Regions from separate parts of the Mus musculus genome. Here region 1 is linked to region 2. A link is a contact called in public HiChIP or PLAC-seq data. All regions are on one chromosome and are shown on one strand. Each heading gives the region's core, a stretch centred on a gene start, on an enhancer-like site or on the middle of the called end of the contact. The rest is flanking DNA. Distances are from core to core; before and after follow the strand shown. Region 1 has its middle 3.2 kb from the start of Hs3st3b1. Region 2 has its middle 70 kb from the start of Gm40016.

Region 1 (4,231 bases), core at 931-3,430, 390 kb before region 2:
ATGCGGGCAAAACATTCAAACACATAAAAAATACATGTAGAGAACTGTATTAGACTGTGTACTTAGCAAGTATGGCTGTGTCTGGTTTGGTTCTGAAAGAGACATAATCTATATTTCTTGTACATTTGACTTTTTACTTTTTCAGGAGCTATGTGATTTTCCATCCTTAACAAGTAAAGGTAGTTCGACACAGATGAACTAACAGGTGCGAGGATAGAAACTGTACACAGATATTGCTGTGGAAACCGTATAGGAATAGGCCGGGGTTGCTGGTATGAACCATGCCAGAAATGGTAGGCACAGATGGGTCCCGTGAAGTGTGCAGGTGCCCTGTTCACCCTTCCCCAACTGCAGAAGGGTCAGGAAGCAAGTTTGGGCAGAGGGCAGAAGTGGAATTGAGACATGGGTCCACACCTTTCACCCTTTCCTGACCCCATAGGAGGCTCTGGAGCAGACATGATTTCAGCCAATCAGCAGAGGATGCCCTGTGACAGGACCGCCCTTAAGCCCCGCCCCACTGCTCTCTCTCTATAGGGACTCTGCAATCAGAAAAGGCAGCTGGATGAATAGCTTGCTCTCAGCTGGTTGTTGGGAAAGAGATATCCTTGGGCTAGAAAGTGCTTACTGGGCTCGCTCCAGGGAGCCCGCAGCTTCCTCTACAGTGAAAGCAGGGACAGAAGGCAAGGCGGACCTGTTGGAGAAGCTCAATGCCCTGCCGTCCATGTGGTCTCAGAGATGTTCCAGAAACCCTTGTCTTGTTGTAGAGTGTTAAAGCTCCCCCTCGCACTTTTTTAAATCGGGCACTCAAGAGGCAGAGGCAGGAGGATCTCTGTGAGTTCAAGACCAACCTGGTCTACAGAGTGAGTTCCAGGAGAGCCAGGACTACATACCTAGTGAGGCCATGTCTCAACAAACAAAACAAAACAAACAAAAGCCAAACAAACAAATAAAGAAAGCTTGTTTTAGACAGTGGGGAGCTGGGTGTCCTGTAGACACATAGTAGGGTTGTAGCACAACTTTGTCTCCATAGGAAGTTTCTAGTGGAAAAATTAAATGAGATTAGTTTTTTTTTTTTTTTTTTCAGACTTCTGTCCATCCATTAGTGAAGGGCATCCCCGGGAGAACCGAAGACAGAAGTGGTGGGGACGATGATGATGATGATGATGACGATGATGATGATGGTGTGTGTGTGTTTATATGTGGGGAGGGTCTGCTTCTAAGAGGAAGGGCTGAAGACAAATCTATGGCCTGATCTTCTGCGGCTCAGGAGAGCGACTTGACTTTGACTTTGACCAGTCCCGCAGGCAGGCAGGTAGCAGGGAGGCAGATTATAGAAGCAGTGCAGATCTGCTGGAGCACAGGTCAGTGTCCACACGGGAAGAATCACTCCTTCCAACTGGGAGGCCTGACGAAAGTATAATCACAGAACTCTTTAATCAGCCGGAGAGTCCCAGCTGTGAAGGTCTTCCACCTGAGAAGACCTCCTGGTAGGGCCTGCTGACAACCAAGCTATAGCTAGAGGACATCCTGACAGAAACTGTGACTTCCAGAGCAGGGAAACATCCATCCTGAAAGGCTCAGGAAATTCCTGGGTTCTCTCACTTCCCATGCCTTGCCCAGGTCTCCAGGGTACAGGGTAGGGTGGGCGGGGAGGACCCCGGCCCAGGGTGCTGTTCATGGTGCAGGAAAACTACGGAATCAGCGCATCACTTAACCCTCACGTCATAAATTCAATCTGAGCATCACACTTTTTTTCCCCCCTTATGAAATGAGAACTCGCATCCCTAGCGAGGCTGGCAGCTGAGTCACTCAAAGACCCCAGACTTTATTTACTCAGAATCCAGGCTCAGCTCTCCGTGGGGGCTGATGTTGCCTCTCACAGTGGGACTTGGGGACTGAAGCTTTTCTAGCCTATTGGTCAGCCACTGCCTCCACCCCTACCCCCCACCGCCATCTCCAGGAATTCCTTACCCATCCTCCCCATCCTATGCTTAGCTTCTAGGCTGCGGCGCCTATAGCCTTTTGGGGAAACAGAGAGGACACTGGCGCCTGTGACGTCCAGGAGGCGCCAGCAGCCTTAGGTGCCGAATCTAAGCCAAAGTTGAAGCCTCTCCGCCCCGCTCTGCTGAAACCAGATTGCCGCAGCCAACAGTCCAGCAGTAGCGCAGGTCGGAGCGCTCCCTGGTGGGCGGGCAGGGTACCCGCGGCCGCGCTCACAGCCAGTCCCTCCAGATCCGGCTCGCAGCTGCTCAGTTCCAGGGGCGGCAGAGCTGGCAGCGGGCAATGCAGAGGGTTCCGGTGGCAGGAACTGGGGCTCTGGGCCACCGGTTCAGGCCGCCCAGGAAATGCCTTCTCTGCCGTTCCGCCGGGACAAGCGGGGGATGGGAGGGCGAAGCCATCAGAAAGGAGGCGGGTCAGGCGCAGCTGCTAGGATGGAAGCCGGAGAGCGTGTTCTGCTGGAATCTTAGCTCAGGCCATTCCTTTTTAGAAAGTTTGGAGTCACAACAGGTTGCTAGCTACAGGACCCAGGGAAAGAAGGCAAGGACCACCACTGCCTTGCAGATTAGACTGGGTACTCGCTCTCATTAGGTAACCATGAATAAACGAACCCAAATAAGACATAAACCTCAGGTGTGCTGAAGCTGAATTCTCCCCTTAACATATTTTCCAAAGAGTAAGCATTGTGGATAAGTTTATTGGAGGGCATTTTTTTTTCTTTTTCTGGTTCTGGTGGTAGCACTTGTTGGATACCCAGGAACGATAGATAAAGGTAGGGGGTTCCAGTCAGATTGGCATCAGCTCTGCCCAAGATCGAATCTCAGGCTTCGCATTTGGTGTGTAAGGCCAAGCAAGAAATGGCATCTGCTGAGGTCTGAACGAGGGAAGCTATGGCACAGGAGTAACTCCCAAGTCACTCCAGGATAGCTCCTGGGGAGTTTGAAGGCCAAAGGACCAAAGCGTGCAGTCGCAGCCTGCAACTTGCTCCGAACTGCAAATTCTGACCCCGCCCACCCGCTGACCTTGGACGGCCGAGGCCCTGGCTTGGGGCATAGAGAGAACTCCCCTATTGTTCTCCGCAACCGGACCTAGTAGGCCAGGCTGCGATTTAGCCCTTAGGCGCTCAGCTCAGCGCCACACTTTTGGCAATTTCCGACGCCCACGTCTTTGCTTCCACTCGTTGGCTTCCTCCCTCCACCCCCGGAAAAAGAGACTCCAAATATATCCGGTGGTCTCGATGTGTAATCGCTCACTTAATGGCCTTTGCTAACCCACAGGACAGGGACCATTTCTATTTACACGTAGTCAGGCCTTCAGGGAGCCACGTGGGAACTGCAATTCACCACTTTCAAATCAGCAACTTCCTTCCCATCTAAATAACGAGAACTTGAAAAGGCGCCGGTCGGAGACCCTGATCTTTCCTTCTCGAACTGAAAACAAAAAGCCGGACTAGTGCTCAGAGATGCATTTGTTCCTACATTGACTGATTAACTTTTTTTTTTTTTTAATGAGGACTATTAAATCACTTCGAAGAACCCACATCTCAGCGACGGCGGTGGGGAGGGGTGTGGAAACCCTAGAAATCCTAACAGCTGCAATAAAGGAGAAGAAAGAAAAGTGTCCTCCGACTAAATGATTTCCCTCTCAACCGTTTTGTAGGAAATTGTCTTGGGCTAGACACATAGGGATGTCAAAAGAGTATAGCAAGAGCGCAGAGGTCCGGTGGCGGCCGCTCTGTCATCTTTGGTCACCGCTATGGCTAGGATGCACTTCAAATCCGAGGTGCACAACTCAAACCTACTTTTTTAGCTTGGCTCTACCGTCCGGAAGCCGGACCGTGGAGGAGCAGCAAGAGCTCTGGGCACTTGGGGACATTAATTCCGGGAGGGAGACAGTATGCACTCTGATTACCCCCACACTGTCTCAAATAGTTGAGTAAAGGGAGAAAGGATAAGATCGGTTCCGCTTCGCCCGCCGGTGCCCACCGGGAAGTGCAAGGCGCCTGTGGCCGCAGAGTGAGTCACCTCCTGCGTCCCCGCGGCCTGCACGGGGGTCGGAAGGAATGAAAATTCTGTCCCGGAACCGCACGCAGCCTGGCGTTGGAGGCCTTTCGGTCTTGCGGAAAATGGATTCCAGGCACCGAAAGGCTCTCAAGCCGCCACTTGGGTGAACGTCCCCATCCCGACTTTCCTAACTCCGATCGCCAGCGCAGAAATTTGGCCAGGCATCAGCG
Region 2 (3,699 bases), core at 1,036-3,535:
GCAGTGAATAATCTTAATGGCTGAGCCATCTTTCCAGCCTTGTTGGACTATTTTTTTGATCCTAGCTGTTGCCCAGTTCTAGAACTGTAAATGAGATCTGAATTGGTGGATGTGCAACGTTCTCTTGCAATACCATTCTCTTCGCTGGGCAAGAAAAGGCCATGAGAGGGAAAAGTCCCTGTCCAGCTTTTGAAAACATACCGTCCAAGAACCATGGGGTCTCACTGGTACCTTTATCTCCATGGAGACAGGTGGTGGAAGGAAAGAAGAAGACAGCTGTGAAAGAACAGGAGGAAAGGGGGTGTATTTAAAACAGAACAGAATAGCTTAGATCTAGAGAAATTTTTGAATGGAATCTCTGGCTCAAAGTGCACTGAGAACAGGGTCAGCCCTACTCCCCACTGCTTCTATAATACTTTGTATTTGCAACAAGAGGAAAAAAATTCGGTCTGCTTGGACCTCATTCTCATTTCAGGCAGGCTATGCTCAGGAGTCTCATTCTGAGAACCAGTTCTAAGAAATATATCTTTAGGCCCAACCCCCCAAAAGGGAGAGGCTGCAATAAAGGGGGGTCCAAAGGATGAAGTCATGAAATGAATGGAAAGAAAGGAAACTTCTTCGGGCTGAAGATGAAAGGCCTTTTTCCTGTGAAAATGTGTTAGAATATGTCATACTCTTCTTCCCAGAATAGAACAGCCTGCTCCTTACATTATTTAACACCAGGGAGAACAAAGAACTGGAGAATAGACATTGATCCCAATTCAGCCCCTGGGATGAAAGATGGGAAAGATGACCTAATGGTGATTTCCTATCTCTAATTTGCATGATCATTTGAATCTCAAAACAAGAAAAACAAGGAGCCAGAGTCCTCAGTAGCCAGGGGGGCAAGTGAGCTGCCCCTTGGCATCTCTCTGGGGCAGATATCCAGTGCAATTCCATGGCCCTCACCTCCAGTGCCTCATACAGAAGTTGCTGATGCTCAAACTCCACATATCCTAGAGACTCAGAAGAGAGTCACTATCCGGGACCAAGTACACAGACAGCTGCCCTCTAAAAGGTTAGGACAGCAGTAATGAGAAACAAGCCTTCTCACCAGACATGAGAGGTGAAAGTCTGACAAAGAGCATGGGAAAGTTTCTCAGTCAAGTAGATAGGAAGGCATGGTTCAAATTCTACTGTGTAGAGAAGGTTGTCTCTGTGCTGGTGCATAAAAGGCCCAGAGAACACTCGCCTGAAATCCAGAGGGGTTGGTGAAACAAAGCCATACTGTACTATTGAAGGTAGCAGAGCAGACCTGGCGGTGGGGCGCCTCTGCTCTCCTGACACTACTCCTTCCCATTTCAGAAGGGGCTATCTACACCCAAAGAGGAATTAATACAAAGAAATTTGAGGCACAGAAACAAAGGAAAGTATGAAGAGAACATTGTTCATCTGGAGCCAAAACGGTGATCATGATGGTGATAGATGAGAGAGAGAGGTGTGAAAATACAGCCATGGCTTGATGGATGTAGACTCCCCTCACCTGCCTGCCTACCTGCTGCAAGTCACTTTTTCTCCCCACAAAGTATAATGTAAGTACCTGAAGTCTTGGTGGCTGTACAGAGAGATGAGCTGGGAAGGGGGCAAATGAACTGTTGGGCCATCAGGTCCAGGGTGCTACCCATCTCTGCCCTTGATGCATGGAAGTGGCCAGTTTGGATGGTTCATTTAAAGGGCAAACAGGTGGATAAAGGGTGATCCCCGGGGTGGAGGATGTCAAAGGTTTTGAGCAGATAGAAGCCGCCTTCCTTGCACTTAGACCAGGAGGGGTCAGAAACACTTAGCCACTAAGCAGAGGGTGATTTTCTCTGATCTCAGAGCCACAAAGAAAAAACTGGGACTCTGCTCCTCTGCTTGTCTGTGCCAAGTCAACTCAATAATGAAAGGTGGCTAGCAGACGCTCAGTCCTAATGTGCTTCCATGACAGCCAAATGAAGCCTTACTAACCCCCATCATGCCTGAGGGCTTTCGCCAATTAGCAGAACACCCCTGAATATTCCCTATAGCCTCTGCAACTTCAGGCTAGGTAAGGCCTCTTCCTAGTGAGTGTGGGCTGTCCTCCAGGCAGGTGTAGCCTCTTCCTCCTTTTCTTTTTGAAGAAAAGGGATCCTGGTGTGTTCAAAGAGGCCTCCATTCTGTAGATGCTAGGGTGAGTTTTGCTTTTACATAGTTTACACGGGTGAGGTGTGGATGAGGGCTCTCCTCCTCCCCTTGCCTGGGGGGATTAAGGCACTCCATTGTTCCAGGCCTATTGGCCTCAACATTTGCATACATCAAGTCCCTAGGGCTGTGAATAGAGCCAGCTGCACCTGCCACCCTTTGCTCTGGGGGCTGACCCTGGTCAGACCTTCCAGGTAATTCCATTTGTGTCATAACAGATTCAAGAGGCTGGGCTTGAGAGGTGAGGGGGAGACGGAGTTAAATGCATGTGCTTCTGGGATGGCTAAAAATGGTCAGAGCTGGCTCCAGAATCATTGATATTCTTCTAAGCAGGCCATTATTTGTAGAGACTTCCAGCCTCCTAAAGCCTCATTGAACTTGAGAATCTGCAAGCTTCCTTTCTTTCTACAGACTCTCTGGCATCTTTCTTACTTCATCCATCCAAGTCACAGTTAGGGAACGCTCTAGGTGGCACCTCCTTAGCTTCAGAGGAGGCACCAGGATGAGCTCGTTGATCTAAACATGGTAGAACACATAACTGAATAAGCCAGAGGAGTGTGGAAGGAGCCCAGTGTCCTATCAAAGCAGACTTCTGGGGCCGGGCAGCTCTCCTGTGTAAATGATTTTATACGATACACAAGTCGCTCTATTGCTGAGAATAAAGAACATCCCCATTGGACAGGGAAAGGGGGGCTCTCCAATGAGACACGATGGACATAGCTAACCACTGACATGGTTAGGACAATCTGGGCTTTGTGTTCCAAGTCCTCCCGCTATGCTGCTGTGGCGCAGCGCAGAGACAGAGTGAGCTCATGAGGCTTTCTACTTCAGCAGGACTCAGCTGAAGGGTTTAATACGCCTGTGATGTATAATAGTGATCTCAGAATATTTTACTGGCAAATCAAGGAAAAGAATTTATTGAGCACCTGAGGTGTACAGAGCCCAGGGCTCCACTTGCTGATAAACTGCACCCTAAGGAACACTAGTGAATGAATGGTTTTATTGACTGATGTGTGCCCATATTAGCTGGAACAGGGTTAGTTTAAACCCCACCAACAATTCTCCTGCTGATCTAGTCTGCAGCCTCCTCCCTCTCCCTACCCCCAAAAGGCTACTTAACACCCCACAATTCTTAATTTTTGCACTCCCCAATCAGGAATGGCCATAACAACAATGTCTGGTGGTTCTTATCTGACCACATTTTAATACCATTGGTCATGTGCCCAGGGTGTTACAGTTAACTGCATTTTGGGGATAAAAAGCAAGTATAATATAACTAATATAACTTCTTCTTGTGTAAGTTTGCCTTTTGAAAATAGACACTTTTATGAATGCTGACAGATGCATGCAACGTGGTATCCACAAGCATAACCAGGATATAAAGCAGTACAAAAAAAAACCCCACAAATGATCTAAATTAGAAGGAATGGTGAAAGCTATGACTCAGCATATAACTACATGTCACCTTCCATCTTGGAGAGAACTTAGGGCAGAAACTCA

The links. HiChIP or PLAC-seq counts read pairs in DNA pulled down with a chosen protein or histone mark.
Region 1: a contact with region 2 is called in an H3K27ac HiChIP or PLAC-seq map of differentiating embryonic stem cells, with 8 times the contacts expected there. The contact joins two enhancer-like sites. A contact is called at or near these places in 2 of 39 promoter capture datasets (the 3T3-L1 cell line and hippocampal neurons), 2 of 484 Hi-C or Micro-C datasets (the N1E-115 cell line and uterus) and 4 of 115 datasets of contacts at active chromatin or transcription factors (differentiating embryonic stem cells, embryonic midbrain, embryonic stem cells and 1 more).

What each region holds. Positions count from the first base shown.
Region 1 is chr11:63,923,395-63,927,625 of GRCm38.p6, reverse strand. No RefSeq gene overlaps it. Among named protein-coding and RNA genes, the nearest start is that of Hs3st3b1, 3.2 kb to the right of the region's middle. Within about 2 kb of position 2,180, at least 32 of the 459 cell types and tissues checked have an H3K27ac peak or open chromatin away from gene starts, as enhancers often do. A contact at or near this core is called in differentiating embryonic stem cells, where this site is marked.
Region 2 is chr11:63,532,352-63,536,050 of GRCm38.p6, reverse strand. No RefSeq gene overlaps it. Among named protein-coding and RNA genes, the nearest start is that of Gm40016, 70 kb to the right of the region's middle. Within about 2 kb of position 2,285, at least 18 of the 459 cell types and tissues checked have an H3K27ac peak or open chromatin away from gene starts, as enhancers often do. A contact at or near this core is called in differentiating embryonic stem cells, where this site is marked.